Linked DNA regions of Mus musculus: region 1 is linked to region 2. The links are chromatin contacts, called in public HiChIP or PLAC-seq maps. All regions are on one chromosome and are shown on one strand. The core of a region is the stretch at or near the end of the contact, and the rest is flanking DNA. Distances in the headings are between cores, read along the strand shown. Region 1 has its middle 130 kb from the start of Gm11264. Region 2 has its middle 140 kb from the start of Mpdz.

Region 1 (4,583 bases), core at 914-3,413, 620 kb after region 2:
CACACGTAAAGAATGCTTCAATCACTATCTCTTCTGCTTTGTTCCTGCATCTCTCCAGACTCACCAAGCTTTCCTTGGGCCTCAAAAGAGTCTTAGAGCTAGGGGATAATTTACAAATTTTATAGAAAAAGAGAGGCAGAGACGGGGGAAGAAATCACATGTCCTAAGAAGTCACATGAACTTCATTCCCTAGGTCTCCTGCTCTTTGCAGTACGAGATAAGAAAGTCTCACTCCTCTTTGCTTGGCAAGATATAAAAATGATAAAAGTAAAAAGATCTGTTTCAACTTGTCCAGGTAAAATTGGAGCCTATGGTTGATGGGCAGTAAAGAAGAAAATCAAGAGAAATTAGATACATGGCTTATAAATTCCTTTTCATGTTAAAAATCTGTGATAAACATAATACAGTCAGTTGATCCCTCTAACAGGAAGGGGTGGAACCCGACAGGCTTATTTCCTTTTTTCCAAATGCCACCTTACAGCTGTGGTCTTGTGGTAAAATGGCTGGTACAATTAGAAACCAAAATTAGAAAGCCGGCAACCACAAGAGGAAAAGGCTGGGAACTACTTGAGGCCCTGACCCAGAAACCCAGCCAAGGGCTCAGCTCAAGTTGAAGTTTTGTGGCACACATGGTCCCTTAGCCTGTAGCCCCACAGAGGGCATCTCTACGCACCTCACATGCATACCAGGAAGCCCTCATGCTCACTCAACTGCGACTTTTCAACAGATCTTGGAGAGTAGGAACACTGGATAATCAGCTACTCAGCTAGAGACCATAACTCAACTCATCACAGGGCGTCGTCAGCACTTCTGCTGCCATGGTACTCTGTCAGAGAGATCTACAAGTGTTTCTCATCAGAACCCCTGATAGGAGCCTCCCTGACTTTGAGCTATGGATTTTATTGTTATTTTAAAGAAAAAAAATATTGTCAAACACATGAATTTTATAACATCTGTTTTCATTCCAAATTCCTTTTTTCCCAGAGACGTTTCATCAGTAAGAATTACCATCGAAGACCCAGGAATTTGAAAACTTCACAAACTTGTATACAAAAAAAAAAAAAAAAAAAAAAAAAAAAGAACAAATTGTCAAAGTTGTGGACTTAGAGGCACAGGAAAGGAGGATGCCAAGCAGTCACACTGGTCCTCCAGCCTCAGTGATACCACATGGGGAAAGGAACACATAACACATCTCTCTTTCTTTCTAGTTGTGTCACAGCATAACGATGAATGCCAAGATTCACCGCCAGTTTAAAATGATTCCATTATGAGTCCCAGGCTGACAGACGAATGTACATTGTGCTCACGCCTAGGGAGAGCCACAGAAGATTAGAAAAACACACTGAAACCTGCAAACCTGAGGCACAGCCCCTGACCCACCAAGGATACTCAGCTGGGTCAATAACACTTGCTTCTTTAACAAATACGGCCATGTGATATTACTCCTCTATTAAAACAATCCTTCTGAGCTGGTCTGTTTATGTGAATTAAAATAAAACATTGTGATAGTGAATTATGCCACAATTAGTGAAGTTTCAGAAAGGAAAACACTCACGGATCATATTTTATAGCCACGTCACCTAAAATATTATGGTTAGTCTCTGATTTATCAGCCATAATGATCTGTAGGAGGGAAGATAGCTTTGTATTTTTAAGGGGAGAAAGAGGAAGATGTGAGCCATCCAGTGGCTGATTTACACTGTTTCCCATGGCAGTGAAATAGTGCAGCAGAAATGGGGAAAGGTGAAATTGTAACAGTCTGACCTGCAAATCAAGGCTAGAATACTCTCTTCACTCATTTTGGTGACATTTAATACTGGGACCAGCCTTTCGAGTTAGCTGCACTCTTCCCCCAGAATTACAAACCGTACATCTTGTGGCTCTCAGACCAGAGAATGATTGCACAGAGCAGAGAGGGAAACACCTAGAGATAGCAGCAGGCAGACCCATGCGTGTTCCCATCACAGCTAACAGAAGTGGCATCGCCTCCAGAGCCCACAGCTCTGACTCAAACACTGGTAACGTTCAAAGGATGCCGCAGAAATTCCACTTGTGCCTGTTGCCAGTCATATGACATGTCTCTAATGGTGTGTTCTAGGCGCAGAGTCTGGCAACTGGGGTATGCTTAACTCAAACTAAGCTGGGGTTTGGATGAGCATGTCTGCCAGTCTCCAAGTGTACTTAATACAAGCCAGAGCTGGGTCAAGAGAATGTCATTTGGTATCACTACAAGGACAGAGGCAAAGGCTATTTTAAGAACAGTATGGTTTTGGGTGATCTCTGTGAAGTTTACGAGTAGTCAGAGAAGGGAACATAAAACTTGCTCTATACATATAATTAAAATACAGGGTAACGAAACTCATGTGTAAGTAATAGGCCAGCAGTGAGGAGCCAGGACCATAATAAGCATCCCGGTTGAAGGGAAAGGCAATTTGTGGTGCAGCTTTCAAATTCCTACTTTAGTGAACGGATTTGGAAAGCTCACGGAGAGTCTTCCTGGCAGGGTAGTTTACTTTCATAGGCTTTTCATTTAAACTCTTACCCCCAAAAATAGCAGCTGGGTTTGGTTTTGTTCTGGGGGATGTTTGTTTGTTTGTTTGTTTGTTCTTTGTTTTTTTTCTGCAGGAGAAATCACAATTCTATAAATGAATTACTCTTTCACGGGAACAAGCAGCTGAGTTTAAATGTAATCCGTGTTCCCTGTTGTCTGTCCATCAGGCTGTAGAAAGCGTGATGACCCCAAACACCAGCTTCCCTGAGATGACCTCTCACGTCCATGGGACTTACCAAATTCCAAAGAACATTCTCCAAGCAGCAGGTTTACAAAACAGAGACAAGGGAATGGGGTAGGAGACTTTACAACAGACACTATCAACTATTGTGCCCTTTGCTCTATGTGGACCAAGTGTCTTTCTGATTGACTAAATGAGCCACTCTGTCATTTGACAGTCTAGTGTGAGGAACTCCCTACTCCTCCCAAGATGGGAATGCTACTGAAAAATTGGCAGACCTCCTTTGTGACCCAAAGCTGGCACCAGAGGTGATTCACTGTGATTTCTAATAAGCCCTATAAAACAGACCCCACCAACCACCAACCAGATTTATGTGGCGACAGGAGAGGAGGTAAGACAATAATAGATCAACAGATGATGAAAGAACAAAAGTCTCTCCGCAGAGGTTAGGGTTATAAGTAAAGAGGAATCAGGGGAAAAGTCTTAGGCATGGGGCATGGCCTCCAGAATCTGGACATCCACACCATACATGAAGATTTTGGAGAGAATAATCTCTCTTTGTTTTAGATGAACTGATTGTTTGAATCAGAGTCTATACTGAACTGTAAAAGACAACAGTGAAAAGAACCTCAGACCTCACGTTGACTAATGTCAGATTACCTTTAAATTAATGTGTGTATCCGTGTGTCTGTGTCTCTGTGTGTGAATATACACCCATGAGTGATGGTTCCCATGTAGACCTGAAGATAACATCAGACCAGATTGAGTTGCAGGTTGTTGTGAGCCATCCAACATGCTGGGCACTGAGCTTGGGTTCAGTTATGGAAGAGGAACAGAAAGTTTCATTACCTTCCCAGCCCACATCCTCCTTGAGTAAAGGTCTCCACAGTCAGTACTGAGCCAGCAAAATTCAACATTGCTGAGCAACCTTCTGCTTCAGGAAGCAGAGTGTAAAGCTAGATTCTGCCACAGACAAATCTGACCTCAGGTCTCAGCCTCCTCTTTTAGCTCTTCATTCAGCTTCCTGTTTTTTGTGTCTTTTGAGAGCATGCTCCTCTTATGCTGGCCCAACATCAATGGGATCAATAGTAAGAGTCTTCCAATTAGGGAAGAAGAGATGATTTGCAAAAGTAAAGAAATAAACATCAGTGGATGGGAGGTAAAAGCAAAAGGAAATCTAATGCTGGCATTTTCTCCAGATGCGGGAGCTTCTGAAGACAGCCATATAGGATCTGTGAGTGCGGATCTGAGAAAGCTGGATTCCAGGACCTGTGCACCCAACACCAGTGCCCACCTTTGAGCAGAACGGTCCTGAATCTTTGTCTGTTTTATAAGAAGCCTAAAGTCTCCATGCATACGTGTTATCCTTCTGACTCGACTCAAATGCACATGATGAGACTGTGCAGAAGTGACCTCGAACAATCTGAAACGGTAAGTCACTGTCTCTGCATCCTGAATACCTTATCTCTGAAGTGAGATGTATGGGCCAACTATCCCTTTGGTTTTGCTGGCACTAAGAGTCTCAGCTCTTCCCTTAAAATGTGCCCTCCAGAATAATGAGAGCAAGGAGTAGTATCCTTTCTTCCTATGGAAGAACAATCTTTTCCTGGAGAATGCAGATGTGTTCAACAGTTACCACCCCAATTTGTTCTTTCTCTTATTCAGTATTTTAACTTCTCATAGGTCAGACAGCAAGCCTCCCAAATCTGATTGTTTGGAGCATCTCTTCCTGTCACACACTACTGCCAGCCAGGGGAAGTCCTTTGCCCCTCAGCTCTTGCCTTCCCTTGAGAGCTGTGAAGAAGCAAGGCTGGAAGACAGTTGAGCAGAAGCCAGGTGCTGTGGGCTCCT
Region 2 (4,035 bases), core at 556-3,055:
CGCCAATGAGGAACATCTGTAGCACTGTGTATGTATATTTGTATTACAGCAAACTTGAGCGCAGACTCCCTTTCACCCCCTTTTACTTTGCTTGTGTCCTGCAATTCTTTGTCCTGACTACAGAGGAGGCAGGAGTGTGAAGCTGCACAGGCTAGCTACAGTGTGCTCATTGTCAGCCTTGCGGGGCTCCCCTGCCAGATGCCACTATTCTATCATTAGCCTGTAGCTCACACCAGGGGAAACCATGCCTTGCTAACGCTTCCAAACCTCTCCAAACTCTTTCCTCCTCGAGTTATTTTTAATATGTATCTTTCCTCCCTTCTCACTCTGGTGCAGAAAGCGACCCCAACACACCCCAAGTCCCCAAGTCTGGGCTTTCCCTTTTCTTTGCATTGGTCCTTTTGCTTTAAACCAAAGAGGCTTGGGCATAATAAAAATACTGAGAGTTTGCCTATACCACAGATATTTGTGGAAAGCACATGGTGCCATTTTGCCAGACCACTCTTATTTGTTAAACTGAGTTAAGTGTAATGTGATTCCAAAAACTGCCTTTAGAATGAAAGAAAAGGCTTGTAAAGCCAGAGAGATAATTGCCACAATCTGGGTTACAGCAGACACCAAACAAAGGAGCCCAATCCTGTTTTGTGTGTGTGTTGATTGTGTGCGTCTTTTTGTTTTGGTTTGGATTTTTCCTTGCTTGATGTACCCAAACAAGCGAAATCCTCCACGGTGTGCATGTTGAACGGCATAAAATCCACCCCGAATCCTGCAGAGCTGTAACAAAACACAGCCTCTGTTAGTGGACAGTGGCACATTTGTGGTACAAATGTCTTTTCAAAAGGGAAGGCTCTCTATCTCTCCCCCCTCGAGCAAACAAGCCTCAAGGAACACAGCTATCTCCAGTTGCCAAGACTTCAGTAGACACATATCTACCCTGCACCTGAAGCTGTAGGCTGATTGTGCACACATGAAGTCAATTTGAAAAGAACTTAGGTCCCCTAAATCTTACATCAGAATCCGTAACAATCTTAACGGATCCTTGCCCTTCTGCAGGGTTTTCAGGAGCACTGCTGTGTTATCAGCCTTCCCATTACTGAGCAGTGTCCTCTGGGATGGTTTGGTAGACTGGACCGTTCTGTTTTCCTTTCTCTGTCTGCCAATTGTTTCTAGATTCTAACCACTTTCCAAGACAATGATTTCCATACGTGCATCTGTATGTAAATATTAATAATCACTGCATGTGCACTTAAGTATAAAAAAATAAACACTGTTCCCACACATATTTCTTGTTTTAAAATTGCTGGTTCTTACTCCATAAAAACGGTTGTGTTCCCCGAAGCGCTCTGATAATGTCCGTTATTAAAGGAAAGGGAATAAACTTGCCTAATTTCCTGGTTTTATGTTTAGAAGAGAAGCTGGTAGGTCTGAGCTAAGCTTTCAGTCTGTTTGGAGGCAGATTATGTGTTATATGTTTTGAAACCAACATCTCTCATTTTCCCAGGAATCGCGACACTAGTTGCCGCTTTAAACTTCAGCTGGGCTGCCTCTTACAGCCTCAGCTGACCCCAGGCTTTCCTTCCTTTATTGCTAACATGCTTTTCTCCAGTAGTAGGTTTGTCAGAGAAAAGGGCAAAAACATGTCAGGGGCTTTCTTCCTTTTAGCTGTAGACGTTTGGCTGCCCAGACAGCAACAAGAGGGCACGAGGAGAGATGAAATGTATCAGGTCACTAAGGTGCATGTAAGGATAAACCCATGAAGGGCTCGATGCAGAACTTGGCAGTGCAACTGCCCTGCCGAGCCAAAAAGCCAGCCAGGGCATGGAAGCCTGTGATTATGGCTCGCTCTGAGAGCGAGACCCGCAGGGAGGGTGTGGAGGCTGCTTGGTGAGAAGTCTGTTTGGAAATACAAGGGGGCAAGATACGAAATGAGACAAGTCTTAGAGGATTCTGAGTCAAATCACGATGATGTTCATGTTCTTGACCTTTAAAAAAAAAAAAAAAAAGACAAAATAGCAATATTTCAAAATTCCACAAAAAAGATCAGGGTTTCCATTTTGAATTCTGTTTCATTTAAATCAGGTAGTTGGAAATGCACCCTTCAGGCACTTCAGTGAGAAGCGAAGCTTTTGGTTGAAATGCTCAACCCCAGAGGGAGCTAGGATGAGCCATTTGACAGTGTAGAGTAAGAAAGTTCCTTTTCCTCTTCTTTGCACTTTTTTTCCCCTAAATATGGCTGGAGTGCTTTAAAAAAAAAAAAAAACCTTAATGTTGGATTGAGTCATGAAATTTCTAATTTAACCATTTTTAAGTTGCTAAGGATAATTTAATTAGTTGAGCCTTACAATTCTTTTCCTTACATAAATCTGACTCTAATTTCTTGTGATTGACTCCCTAGGAGCCCTGTTCCGTCATTCGGCGGCTTCTCCTTTGCTCTCAGATACAGACGTTCTTCTTGTAAGAGTGCCTGTTCCAGTTTTACAAAGGTGAACAGAATCAAACCATTTAACACTTTACAGTGGCATCGAAGTGAAGGAAGTTCTCCTTCCGTCCCGTCTGAAGCTCTGCCACAGAATTTGGATTCCCAAATCGTTACACAATGGAAGTGACAAGGGCCAGGATGCCTGCATTTCAGGGTTTCTAGATCACTTGAAGTCCTAAACAAACAAACAAACGCAATCATGACAAAATAGATTTAAACGTGTAATACATTTGGAAGAGTTAGGTTCAAAGAAAAGTGTATTCCCACGTTCCGTGGTAGACTTAAAGCGATCTCCTTGTATTGCCGCACTGTCCTGAGGTTGGAGAAGGGAGTCTGCATGAACTATCCTCCATAATATAGAAACTATATGCTTCCTGGTGTATGGGAAAGCGGAGAGGACTTCCTTCCTCCTGGTTCTCTGGGAACGGTCCTGTATTCTGGATAGAGATGTGCAGGCTGAGCACCGGGTAGAAAGCACACACGCCCAGGATGCAGAGGAGGCTGGTATCTGGTGATGAGGCTGACTTGTAAAAGACCCCCGTGAAGGAGATTCTGAAATAGCTAACGCTGAGAACTAATTGACGTTTGAGCGTAATGTCTTTCCTAGATTTTAGGGGTCGATGCGAAGAGAGAAATCAAGTGCAGACCCGTTTGCTCCAGTTGTACGGTGGAGAAAGTACAGCTCCATCAGCTTAGAAACAGCACTGAAAGGGGAGCTTGAAAAGCAAAACACAACAGCACAACTTCATACACGCAATGTTCAAAGGGCAGTCTGCATGCAGCCTTACTTCTAGTCTCTGAGTATATAGTTATGTCGATCTGTATTTATTTTTACAAGTCATGTTACCTCATCTCCTAATTGTGTGCTTTGTTTAGGATATTTCCAGACCACCATCATAACATTATTTAAAATGTGATGTATTTCAGAAGAAGAATTCATTGAAAAACTTTTCTTTATAATTAGTAAATGAAAAAAAATATTTATTTTGAAACCAATAGGTGGTGCTGTGAATTTCTATATTTTAGTTCAAAGCAAGATATTTATTCCCCAGTCCTCAGTGGAATTAGAAATTTTCTACTTATCAAGGTTAAAGTTTTCATGTTAAAATAAAAAAGCCCAGACTGACTTCCACATACAGTTAGTTCTATGCCCATTTCCATTTCCTTGCAAAAATCAACCAAAATTCAGGGTGTAAAGGAAATCTCTCGAAGTTTTGGCTGGAAGGCATATTTACAGAAACTCATCCACGTGGCCTTTTCTATCCTCCCCACCCCCACACTCTCTTTCCATCTACTAATTGGAAAGACATGGAAATTCAGAATGAGAACATTATACTTACTTACTTGTCTGAACAGCCTTGGGGTGCTAGATATCTATAAAAGGCAATTCTTTCAGTGCTGCCACACCACAATTCTGTTATCTAGCTTCATAGACTCCCAGACCCCTGTTACCAGAGCTCAGGAGCTGCGCTGAGGCAGTTTAAAGTGAGCTGTGTTGGAGTAAGAGCAGCCTGTTGTCTGTCTTCATGGGGAACAACAAAGTGCTTCTGATGCAC

What was found. HiChIP or PLAC-seq counts read pairs in DNA pulled down with a chosen protein or histone mark.
Region 1: a contact with region 2 is called in an H3K27ac HiChIP or PLAC-seq map of heart atrium, with 5 read pairs. The contact joins two enhancer-like sites. A contact is called at or near these places in 1 of 15 datasets of contacts at CTCF or cohesin (the NIH/3T3 cell line) and 1 of 115 datasets of contacts at active chromatin or transcription factors (heart atrium).

What each region holds. Positions count from the first base shown.
Region 1 is chr4:82,195,703-82,200,285 of GRCm38.p6, forward strand. No RefSeq gene overlaps it. Among named protein-coding and RNA genes, the nearest start is that of Gm11264, 130 kb to the left of the region's middle. Within about 2 kb of position 2,164, at least 27 of the 459 cell types and tissues checked have an H3K27ac peak or open chromatin away from gene starts, as enhancers often do. A contact at or near this core is called in heart atrium, where this site is marked.
Region 2 is chr4:81,579,011-81,583,045 of GRCm38.p6, forward strand. No RefSeq gene overlaps it. Among named protein-coding and RNA genes, the nearest start is that of Mpdz, 140 kb to the left of the region's middle. Within about 2 kb of position 1,806, at least 68 of the 459 cell types and tissues checked have an H3K27ac peak or open chromatin away from gene starts, as enhancers often do. A contact at or near this core is called in heart atrium, where this site is marked.